2 separate regions of the Zea mays genome follow, and region 2 is linked to region 1. The links are chromatin contacts, called in public Hi-C maps. All regions are on one chromosome and are shown on one strand. Each heading gives the region's core, a stretch centred on a gene start, on an enhancer-like site or on the middle of the called end of the contact. The rest is flanking DNA. Distances are from core to core; before and after follow the strand shown.

Region 1 (5,001 bases), core at 1,420-3,919:
GGAATGTATATATATATATATATATATATATATATATATATATATATATATATATATATATATATATATATATATATATATATATATATATATATATATATATATATATATATATAAGCACACACCTGCTGTCACCCTGGAAATCGGTGGAAACAAGGTCCTCCTCGACATAACCCAGAATGCCCTTGAGGCTACCCTCTGCCTCGGCCCTGTAGAGGAGATGTTTGCAAGAATCAGTGACTATGACCATCTAAAACAATTCAACACTCATTTGAAATTTGCCCTGGCCGGAGAGCTAACTCACTTGACCGCAGCCTTGATCTCATCATAGGTGGCAGACTTCTCAAGCCTAACAGTCAGATCAACAACAGAAACATCGACAGTTGGGACACGGAAAGACATTCCAGTCAATTTTCCATTGAGGACAGGAAGCACTTTGCCAACAGCCTGCAGGAAATCAAGTATAGCTGTTACAAACTAATACAAATAAAAAGTGGTTTGAACAAAAATGGAGGTGACTTGTTTCACTTCACAGAAGAGTTGTGGCTATACACTATTTCACACTGTTTCAGTTTCTAACCTTAGCAGCTCCAGTGCTGCTGGGAATGATGTTGAAACTAGCAGCCCTTCCACCCCTCCAGTCCTTAGATGAGGGCCCATCAACAGTCTTCTGGGTAGCTGCAAGGATCCACATTTACTACACTGAAGATCACAAACAGATTGCTAGACAAAGTTTCCATTCAACCAATTTCGCAAAGCATACCAGTGATGGCATGAACAGTGGTCATCAGACCCTCAACAATACCGAACTTGTCATTGATGACCTGCAGCAAAAAAAAAAGTAACCAGTTTTAGATAATATAGAATGCCTAAGAGCAATTTATGTCAGCAGTAAAGCAACATAAGCACCTTAGCAAGCGGAGCAAGGCAGTTGGTTGTGCAGCTAGCATTAGAGACAATGTTGATGTCAGACTTGTACTCCTTCTCGTTGACACCAACAACGAACATGGGGGCATCCTTGCTAGGAGCAGAAATGACAACCTTCTTGGCACCACCCTGTAAAAGCAACAGGAAAATCGTTAGATGCTTCCAATGCTGGAACTAATAAGGTATATACCCTGGAATAAAACAAAATTATACCTTCAAGTGAGCTGCAGCCTTCTCCTGGTCAGTGAAAACACCAGTAGACTCAACAACATATTCAGCGCCAACCGAACCCCATGGGATCTCCTCAGGGTTCCTGCAAACCAGGTCATTATTACGCATTAGTCACCACACGATGGTTTAATTGGGTATGAAACAAACTATAAAAGGAATAGTAACAAACCTGCAGCCAAACACAGCAACCTCCTTCTCACCAAAGAGAAGGGTCTTGGAGTCCTTCACCTTGACCTCATGGTGCTTCCACTGTCCGTGCACAGTGTCATACTTGAACATGTAGGTCTGCAATAGCAAAGTCAAATTCAGTCATATAAGAGAAGACCCAGTTGGCGTAACCAAGTTACAGGAGACCTAATTGGTGTAATTTAACTAATCAATTTGCCAAATGCAAGAAGAGATTAACCAGAGAATTAAATTCTGTAGAGAATACAGATTTGGATACTTCAAACACTATTTAGATCAACAACAATAAAATAGAATGTAATCCAGATCATAAGATTTGAATTAACCTTAGCATAGGATTCCCAAGAAAAAAACAGATTGCCTATATAATAATCCAAAGCACATGACAGTCAGAGCAAGGCACAGATACACGTGCATCCACAGATCAACAACCTAAATATAACCACTAAAGAGTTTCTACGATAGATCAGTAAATTACAATCATGTGTTTTATGACAGAATGGGTAACACCAATCCATATAAAAAATGGCATCCACGTCAGATCTACGCATCCCCGTTTACTAATATTCTCATATAATGCAGCTGTTCCACATTGAACAAGGACAAAATACAGATCTGCTACCATTGAACAAGCACGTTCAGCCAATCACTACCTTAATTAGCAGATCAAGGGATTAGCGATACGAGGGGGCATATTACCATGTTACAGCACACTCCCTAAGTACCAGATCAAGCGATAAGCGATACAAGGGGCTATACCATGTAATCGGTGCTGATGAAGGGGTCGTTCACGGCGACGAGCTCGACGTCGTCGCTCTGCAGGGCCACCCTGGCCACCAGCCTTCCGATCCTGCCAAACCCTGCACCAACAAAATAGAACGGTCAAAACCGACACGAACGGTGTGACTCAAATACATCGTAACTGGGATCCGAGGATGCGAACTCACCATTGATCCCGATCTTGATCTTGGCTGCGTATACCAGAGCACAAACACAAGCAACCAAACAAACAAAAGAAAATCAGCGGAAATGTCACCACCAGCGATAAAAAAAATCCGAAAAACACAACCAGATTGCAGGAGTGACGGCATTACCCATGAGGGTGAGAGGCTGCTAGACGGAGGAAACGAGGATGGGTTGATTTCAAATGAGATCGAAATGGAGTTCTCGAGTGTGTGTGATCTGTGATGTCGCCAATGTATCGGAGTCGGAGTGCCGTATATAGAGGCGCCTGGGGGCCGGCTGCGGCGGCTGCTTGCTGGTCCCACCCGACGCCACGGAACCTAGTTTTGTTGGCTACCGGTAAAATGGTGGGGCAGAGACGTGAGGATGGACGGATGACAAGTGGGGGCCATGAGGAGGAACGCGACCGGTGCGTCTAATGGTTTCTAGAAGCTTCCCGTGGGTCGGAACGTTGGACCTTGGAAACCTGGACCGTTGCTGGGTTCGGACTGGCCGGGAGTGGGGAGAGAAGTCATGTGATGCGGTGGTGGGTCTGCCCTTCTTTTCTTGGTGAAGAAGAAGAAACCATTGGCCGAGCTGGTTTTCGGCGGCCGTCGGATGAAAAAAGATTCTGTGGACCTTGTGGGGGGAGGGGAAAGGGGGTGCCAATCCAGATCGTCAGTATTCCTCCACAGATAATCTCTTTTGCATGCGTGATTTACAATTTAATAAAGCTGTCTGCGCGCCTAAAACTGCCTCTTTGCAAAAAAAAATTACACCAATTAAAAAACGAATATATTAGAGCTTTTTAAAGGTGACGCACCAACTAAAATTTGGTAGAGGCGTAGAGCTGAAAAACAAATTATCTATCGCTGCCACTATATTGCACACGTCATCCCATATTCCCATGAACCATCTTATTTCTTTTTTTTTCTCCTTTCTCACACGTTTTCTTCTTTAATGGCCTCCATGTGTGCACCCTTTCCCCATGGCATGCCCCCTTCTCTAGAAGGTTGTGGTTAACCGTAGGACTGGGCACGGTTTGTTTAGGCTTTTTTGTTTAGACTTTTTTAGCTTTTGACCACCAAAAATTGTTACGGACTTTCAAACGGCCTAGCTTTTTAGCTCATTTCTATAAGAATCGTTTTGATAAAAACCGTCCAGAGGCAACATAAACATAGAATCGATCGACTCGTCACGATAGTAGAAATCCATTGCTTTCTATATCTTGAACTCTTTGCACCACTTCATCTTCCTTAGCAAGTAATCCCCACGATACTCAGATTCTTCTCACACTCAGAATCTCTCCATAGTCAGATTCACAGAAAAGCTAGTCAGAAAAGGTTGAACCAAACATGCCTTAGGAAATCGATCGAACATTTTTTGTTCGTTTTTTAAGTTTGGGTTAAAAAAAGGATATACGAAAAGCTGCTTGTAAAAGAGGAAACCGACACTTTGGTTAATCGAAAACTTTGGTTCCATTTTTAGTTTTCCTTATTATGAAAACAGAAAGGAAATCTGCTACCATATGTGTCCACGTCGGCCTAATTTTCATGGCCATTTGATCATGGATCATTGGTTCCCATCCTCTCCCGTGCTCCTGTGTGTAGATGCTTCCAGTTGACGGTTCTCCTCTCCTCGTATCCTTTCCGTGTCTCCTTCCTACACATCTCACTCTCCCTCCTCCTCCCTCGAAACCCCACTCTCCCCCGCTCGCTCGGGGCTTTTAACTAAACATACCTGACCTCGTAGAACACAGCACAACATTTTGGAACACCGGAACAATAACATCAATTTACATAGAACATTGCAGTCTACAATAACATCGGAACAATAACATCAGAAACATTGCAGTTGTCCGTTTACATTAGTTTATATATAAGCATTGCATAGAACAAGCAATATTTTGCAACACCAGAATAATAACATCTATTTTACCATGACCGATTGCAAAACTGCATAGAACATCAACAGTAACATTTATCTTGGCTCAATAGGGTGCTGCTTGCATGACGAATGATGAATAAACTGCATGGTGTGGCGAAGGCTCAACAGGCCACGACCGTAGCTGCATAGGGTGACAAAAGGTTGCGCGGTGGCCGGCTGGTGGCGAGACGGGGGTGGCGATGGTATCGAGTCTGGTCGACGGCTCGGTGGGCGGTGAATCCACAGGATACGGGCGATGTTTGCAGGCTAGGGTTCGTGAGACCGAGACCGAGTGTGAGCGCATCTGTGAACCATGAATGTGAGAGTGCCTGAGTGGTGATGCTGAGGCCGTGAGGAGACGTGACTTGTGAGGGCCTAAGGCCTGCAGGTCGTGATGGCTGATGCATCTGGTTGCGCACTTGGGCCAAAAAGGCCAACTTCAACAGTTCAACTCCAGTTTCCTATACAAATGTTGACATGGCAGCTTTGAAGATAGTGGCGGAGCTAGACGAAATTTGAAGCTTAAGCATCGCCAGTGGGAGGGGAAGAGCGGCAGCCTGGCGCATATGCCTTGTTGGCAACCAAGTCATAGTGTTGCCCCTTCCTTGGGGGCCTCCTCGACCAACCGTGGTGGGAAGTGAGTGTGTGGTCGCGACAAACTTGGTGAGCAAGGAGAAGGTGAATGCGGGAGAAGAGATGGATGGTCTCTAGGGGTGACTGCATGAGGTGCGCGAAGTGGAGCAATGCGACGTTGTGGAAGAGAAGAACACGATAACTCGACCACGTAGC
Region 2 (5,001 bases), core at 1,200-3,699, 360 kb before region 1:
TGAACCTGCAAAGGGTACCAGATATTAGTTTCTTAGAAAGCAACTTCAGTCAACAACTGAAGAAAGGAAAATCAAGCTCATAAGACTCCAATATTGTTACTAACAAAATTAGAGGCCTATTGAATGTCTTCTCTTAGTAAATAGCACTATACACCCCTGTTTTCTTTTTAAGAGCTCTGTTTCTAGACTCTAGTGATTTACTGTCATGGTCAAGTCAAAATAATCACAGCTGGGGGGTATCCTGGGTGGAATAAGTTATTAAGGATGAGAAACTGGATCATGAAATAGAAGTACAGATGTCTAGATAAATTAGATAGTTCTTCTTAATACAAAGATATGCAACTCTCCTGTGTGTTTCAGAAAAATAAATTAGATGGACTGGTTCTTGCTTTGATCAAATGAGACTATCACCATGGTTTTTAAAGCGGTATGGCGAGACAAGGCGTTGAACCACCGCCTGGATGCCTAGGCGACGCACGGTAGGCGCCTAGGCGTTGGACCACCGCATGGACGCCTAGGCGACACCTTTTAACAGTGACTGCCACAACCTTATATAAGCTAATGAATCCAATCTGACGCTAAAATCCTGGAGCTAACAACCTTATCTTGTATCTAGCAAACAATCCCATTTTTAATCTTATCTCTCTAACCAAACTGATCCAGTCTCCTTATGTAGAGCTGGTTCATGGACGAGTGGGGTCGTACCCCCTTCATCCACACCCATGACTTATTGACATGTACCAACTACCAAGGATAACAACCGGGGTATGTTTAGTTAGCCAACAGTGCATCTGAATTATCAAGATACACAACATAACAGATGTTTAGCTAGAAAGAAATTGAGCACAACCAGGACTGAAGCAAAATGGTGATTTCCTTTAGTGTTTGCAAACAGAAAAATTGATGAGTGATTTTTTAGGTGGTACTTCTGCAATGCTACGATGCTGTTTTTTCTCTGACAAACAATACAAAAAATATGTGTAAAAAGGTGTGGTACCCTTGCATTTAAAATAGTGTTGCCAAGGTACCTAATGACCACCTAGCTTAACTAGGCACTAGCCACTAGGCAACACCGTCCCACCTAGCCCCACCTTAGCTAGCGTAATCACTGACAGGTTCTAGGGAAAACTATCACCATACCACCGCAAAGGAGAACATGTATATAACACCATCAGTTACAACCCAGAAGGTGCAATTTACAATGAAGGTGACAGAAGGTTCGTTGAAGAAAGTGAAGCTATACAGACAATGAGATCACCCTAGCAAGATGAATCACTAGCTGCACTCTTCATCTTCATATTAGCAGATATCAAGGAGAAGCATTTGCAGATTTGGAACTGAAATGGCTACAATATCAGAGCCATAATCACATACAATGGGTTGGAAGTCATCGACCCTCGACCTACGTTTGTTCACCCCAACCCAGATTCGTGGGTTTATTTTTGACCCGTAGTGTAAAAATATTTTACAAGTAGTATACAACGTTTCATGACCCGTACCTCAACCCCGACCCAGAAACTTTGGGACCATGATAAGAAATAGCATGTACACTAAAATATGATATGTTCAAAAAGGAAAATTCTGCAATTAACAGTAAGCTTTATATGTTCGCAAAGGATAATCATCATAAATCAATAGGTTGAGGATGGCATAATACTATAGTGCATGATTTTTACTGCAACCAGATAAAACCAAACAGTGATTTTGATGGAATATAATTGAGATAGAACTGTGCTTTAAAAAGAATACTCATATGGCAAATTTGTTGGCACATCATGCTTGACTGCTTGATATAACTGTCATATCCTACAAGAAGTTTATAGTAAGCTCCTGCCATGTTCTTCATTGGAAGCCCAGTCTGAGTGTTCTCTAAATGTGATGCTAGCTTTCTAGATCTTCAAGGCAAAATTTCTCTAGAAGGCCAAAAGCTATGGGAAAAACAGGGTACACCAAACCACCAGTTGTTTTCGAATATGAAAGGTGGCACTACGCGCACGCTTCAGCGCGCTGAAGCGCTAAGAGGACGGGTAACGCTTCGCTTTGGGGCATAAGCGCTCGCAAAGCGGCTCGACAGCCTTGGTCGAGCAGCGGATGCTGGCTCCCGCTGCCCTCAGGCCGCGCGCGGCACAGACGCGGGGGGCGGGCGCCATTTAAAATCCATCGGAGGTGGGGGAGAGAGAGAAGCACGCACGCTGGGTCACCGGCCGGTGTGCGGAGGATCGGAGGCTAGGGCGCGAGGCGACTGGCGAGAGTCGGGAGGGGAAGCCGCTGACGCCGTCGCTGAGAGCCTGAGCGCCGCTGCCGTTGCCCGCGTGCCGAGCGCGAGTACGGAAGGGAGGGGAAGATGGAGCGCCGGCGCTGCGAGAAGATGAAGAAACGGCGGCGGCTGTGTGCCTTCGCTGGAAGGTTAGGGTAAAGACTAAAGAAACGTTTCGGCCTGGTGGAACTTGGCTTTGTGCTCAATTAATGGGCTTTTTAGATGGACGACCAAATAAAAGTTCATACTATAATTTTTTCCTATTTCGTTTTCATTAATTTTTCCTTTCTAAAATATTTGATAGATCATGCTCATGGCATTATCCAATGTATACTCGATATCTTGAGTTATATGTTGACAATGTATTGCATGTTAGAAATTGTTGGATTTTTTATAGGCTTGGCTCATTTATTGAATAAACTCCATAATGTGTAATTGTCGGCGTTTCGAGACCGAGGGGTCCCTAAGCCGACGAGTGAGTGTGCTGCGTGCCCCAGCCCAGATGGGTCGAGCGCGTGGGCGAGCGCGAAGGGGGGAGCGGCGAGGTGGCCGGAGACGGGCGTGAGAGAGGTGGAGATCTCGCGGCCTTCGTGTTCGTCTCGCGCCCAGGTCGGGTGCGCTTGCAGTAGGGGGGTTACAAGCGTCCACGCGGGTGAGGGAAGCGAGCGGCCCCAAGAGAGCGTCTGTCTCGTCCTCGTCCCCGCGCGGCCAACCTTCTCTAAGAAGGCCCTGGTCCTTTCTTTTATAGTCGTAAGGAGAGGACCCAGGTGTACAATGGGGGTGTAGCAGAGTGCTACGTGTCTAGCGGAGGAAGAGCTAGCGCCCTAAGTACATGCCAATGTGGCAGCCGGAGAGATCTTGGCACCCTGCTGGCGTGATGTCGTGGCGGTCGGAGGAGCAACGGAGCTTGGCGGAGGGACAGCTGTCGGAGCGGTCCAGTCCTTGCTGACGTCCTCCTGCTTCCGTAAGAGAGCTGAGAGCCGCTGTCGTCACAGAGCTTGTGGGGCGCCATCATTGCCCATCTGGCGGAGCTAGCCAGATGGGACACCGGTCTTGTTCTCTGTGACCCGAGTCGGCTCGGGATAGGATGATGATGGCGCTTCCTGTTGACGTGGCGGGCCTGCGTCCTAGGCCGGGCGACGTGGGGGCTCCTCTGAAGTCGAGGTCGAATCTGTCTTCTGTGGCCGAGGCCGAGCCTGAGCCCCTGGGTCGGGCGAGGCGGAGATCGTTCGGCAGAGGCCAGAGCGAAGTCCGAGCCCTGGGGTCGGGCGAGGCGGAGTTCGTCGTCTTCCGGGGCCGAGCCTGAGTCCGAGCCCTGGGTCGGGCGGAGCGGAGTTCGTCGTCTTCCGGGGCCGAGCCCGAGTCCGAGCCCTGGGTCGGGCGGAGCGGAATTCGCCGTCTTCCGGGGCTTAGCCCGAGTCCGAGCCCTGGGTCGGGCGGAGCGGAGTTCGCCGTCTTCCGGGGCTTAGCCCGAGTCCGAGCCCTGGGTCGGGCGGAGCGGAGTTCGCCGTCTTCCGGGGCTTAGCCCGAGTCCGAGCCCTAGGTCGGGCGGAGCGGAGTTCGCCGTCTTCCGGGGCTTAGCCCGAGTCCGAGCCCTGGGTCGGGCGGAGCGGAGTTTCCTATGGCGCCTTCGGCAAGGCCTGACTGCCTGTCAGACTCACTCTATCGAGTGGCACTGTAGTCGGAGTGGCGCAGGCGGCGCTGTCCTTCCGTCAGGCCGGTCAGTGGAGCGGCGGAGTGACGGCGGTCACTTCGGCTCTGCCGGGGGGCGCGCGTCAGGATAGAGGTGTCAGGCCACCTTTGCGTTAAATGCTCCTGCAACTTGGTCAGTCGGTGCGGCGATTTAGTCAGGGTTGCTTCCTAGCGAAGCCAAGGCCTCGGGCGAGCCGGTAACGTGTCCGCCGTAAAAAGGGGGGCCTCGGGCGAGACGGAAGTCCCTCGAGGTCGGCTGCCCTTGTCCGAGGCTAGGCTTGGGCGAAGCGTGATCGAGTCACTCGTATGGACCGATCCCTGACTTAATCGCACCCATCAGGCCTCTGCAGCTTTATGCTGATGGGGGTTACCAGCTGAGAATTAGGCGTCTTGAGGGTACCCCTAATTATGGTCCCCGACAGTAGCCCCCGAGCCTCGAAGGGAGTGTTAGCACTCGCTTGGAGGCTTTCGTCGCACTTTTTTGCAAGGGGACCAGCCTTTCTCGGTTGCATTTTGTTCCGGTGGGTGCGCACGAGCGCACCCGCCGGGTGTAGCCCCCGAGGCCTCGGAGGAGTGGTTTCACTCCTTCGAGGTCTTAATGCCTTGCGTAATGCTTCGGCTGGTCTGGTTGTTCCCTCATGCGAACTGGCCGTAGCCCGGGTGCACGGTCGGGGCCCAAGCTCTCGGGCTGGTATGTTGACGCTGTCAACGGTTTGGCCGGAGCCGGGTTTGCGAGAGCAGCCCCCGAGCCTCCGCACAGGGCGAGAGGGCGGTCAGGGACAGACTCGGCTTTTTACATACGCCCCTACATCGCCTTTCCGCAAGGAGGAGGGGGGAGAGCGCCATGTTACCCTCGATGGGCACCGAACATGGTGTCTCCAGTGAGCTGCAAGCGGGTAATCCGAGTGGACGTCCGTGCCCCGTTCGTTGGGGGTCGGCTAGGGGCCCTGAGGCACGCCCAAAAGTACCTGCGGGTGATCTGCCGGACCCGGTCCCCTGGCGACGGGGTCCAAGGGCTCGATGCCTCCCTCCGATGGGATTCTGTTACAAGA

Evidence for each region. Hi-C and Micro-C count contacts between places; a contact is called where the count stands out from the background.
Region 2: a Hi-C map of leaf shows a contact between it and region 1, with 6 times the contacts expected there. The contact joins the promoter of LOC100193440 here to the promoter of LOC542333 in region 1. A contact is called at or near these places in 2 of 25 Hi-C or Micro-C datasets (both in leaf).

The regions. Positions count from the first base shown.
Region 1 is chr4:138,100,342-138,105,342 of Zm-B73-REFERENCE-NAM-5.0, reverse strand. LOC542333 (cytosolic glyceroldehyde-3-phosphate dehydrogenase GAPC3) reads right to left here and starts at 2,669. Exons shown (of 12, transcript NM_001111915.2): 1 at 2,439-2,669; 2 at 2,292-2,315; 3 at 2,104-2,204; 4 at 1,328-1,443; 5 at 1,141-1,240; 6 at 910-1,056; 7 at 764-824; 8 at 581-678; 9 at 305-447; 10 at 126-209. The coding sequence starts at 2,442.
Region 2 is chr4:138,458,863-138,463,863 of Zm-B73-REFERENCE-NAM-5.0, reverse strand. It overlaps LOC100193440, which reads right to left and starts at 2,449. Exons shown (of 7, transcript NM_001138559.1): 1 at 2,192-2,449; 2 at 1-5.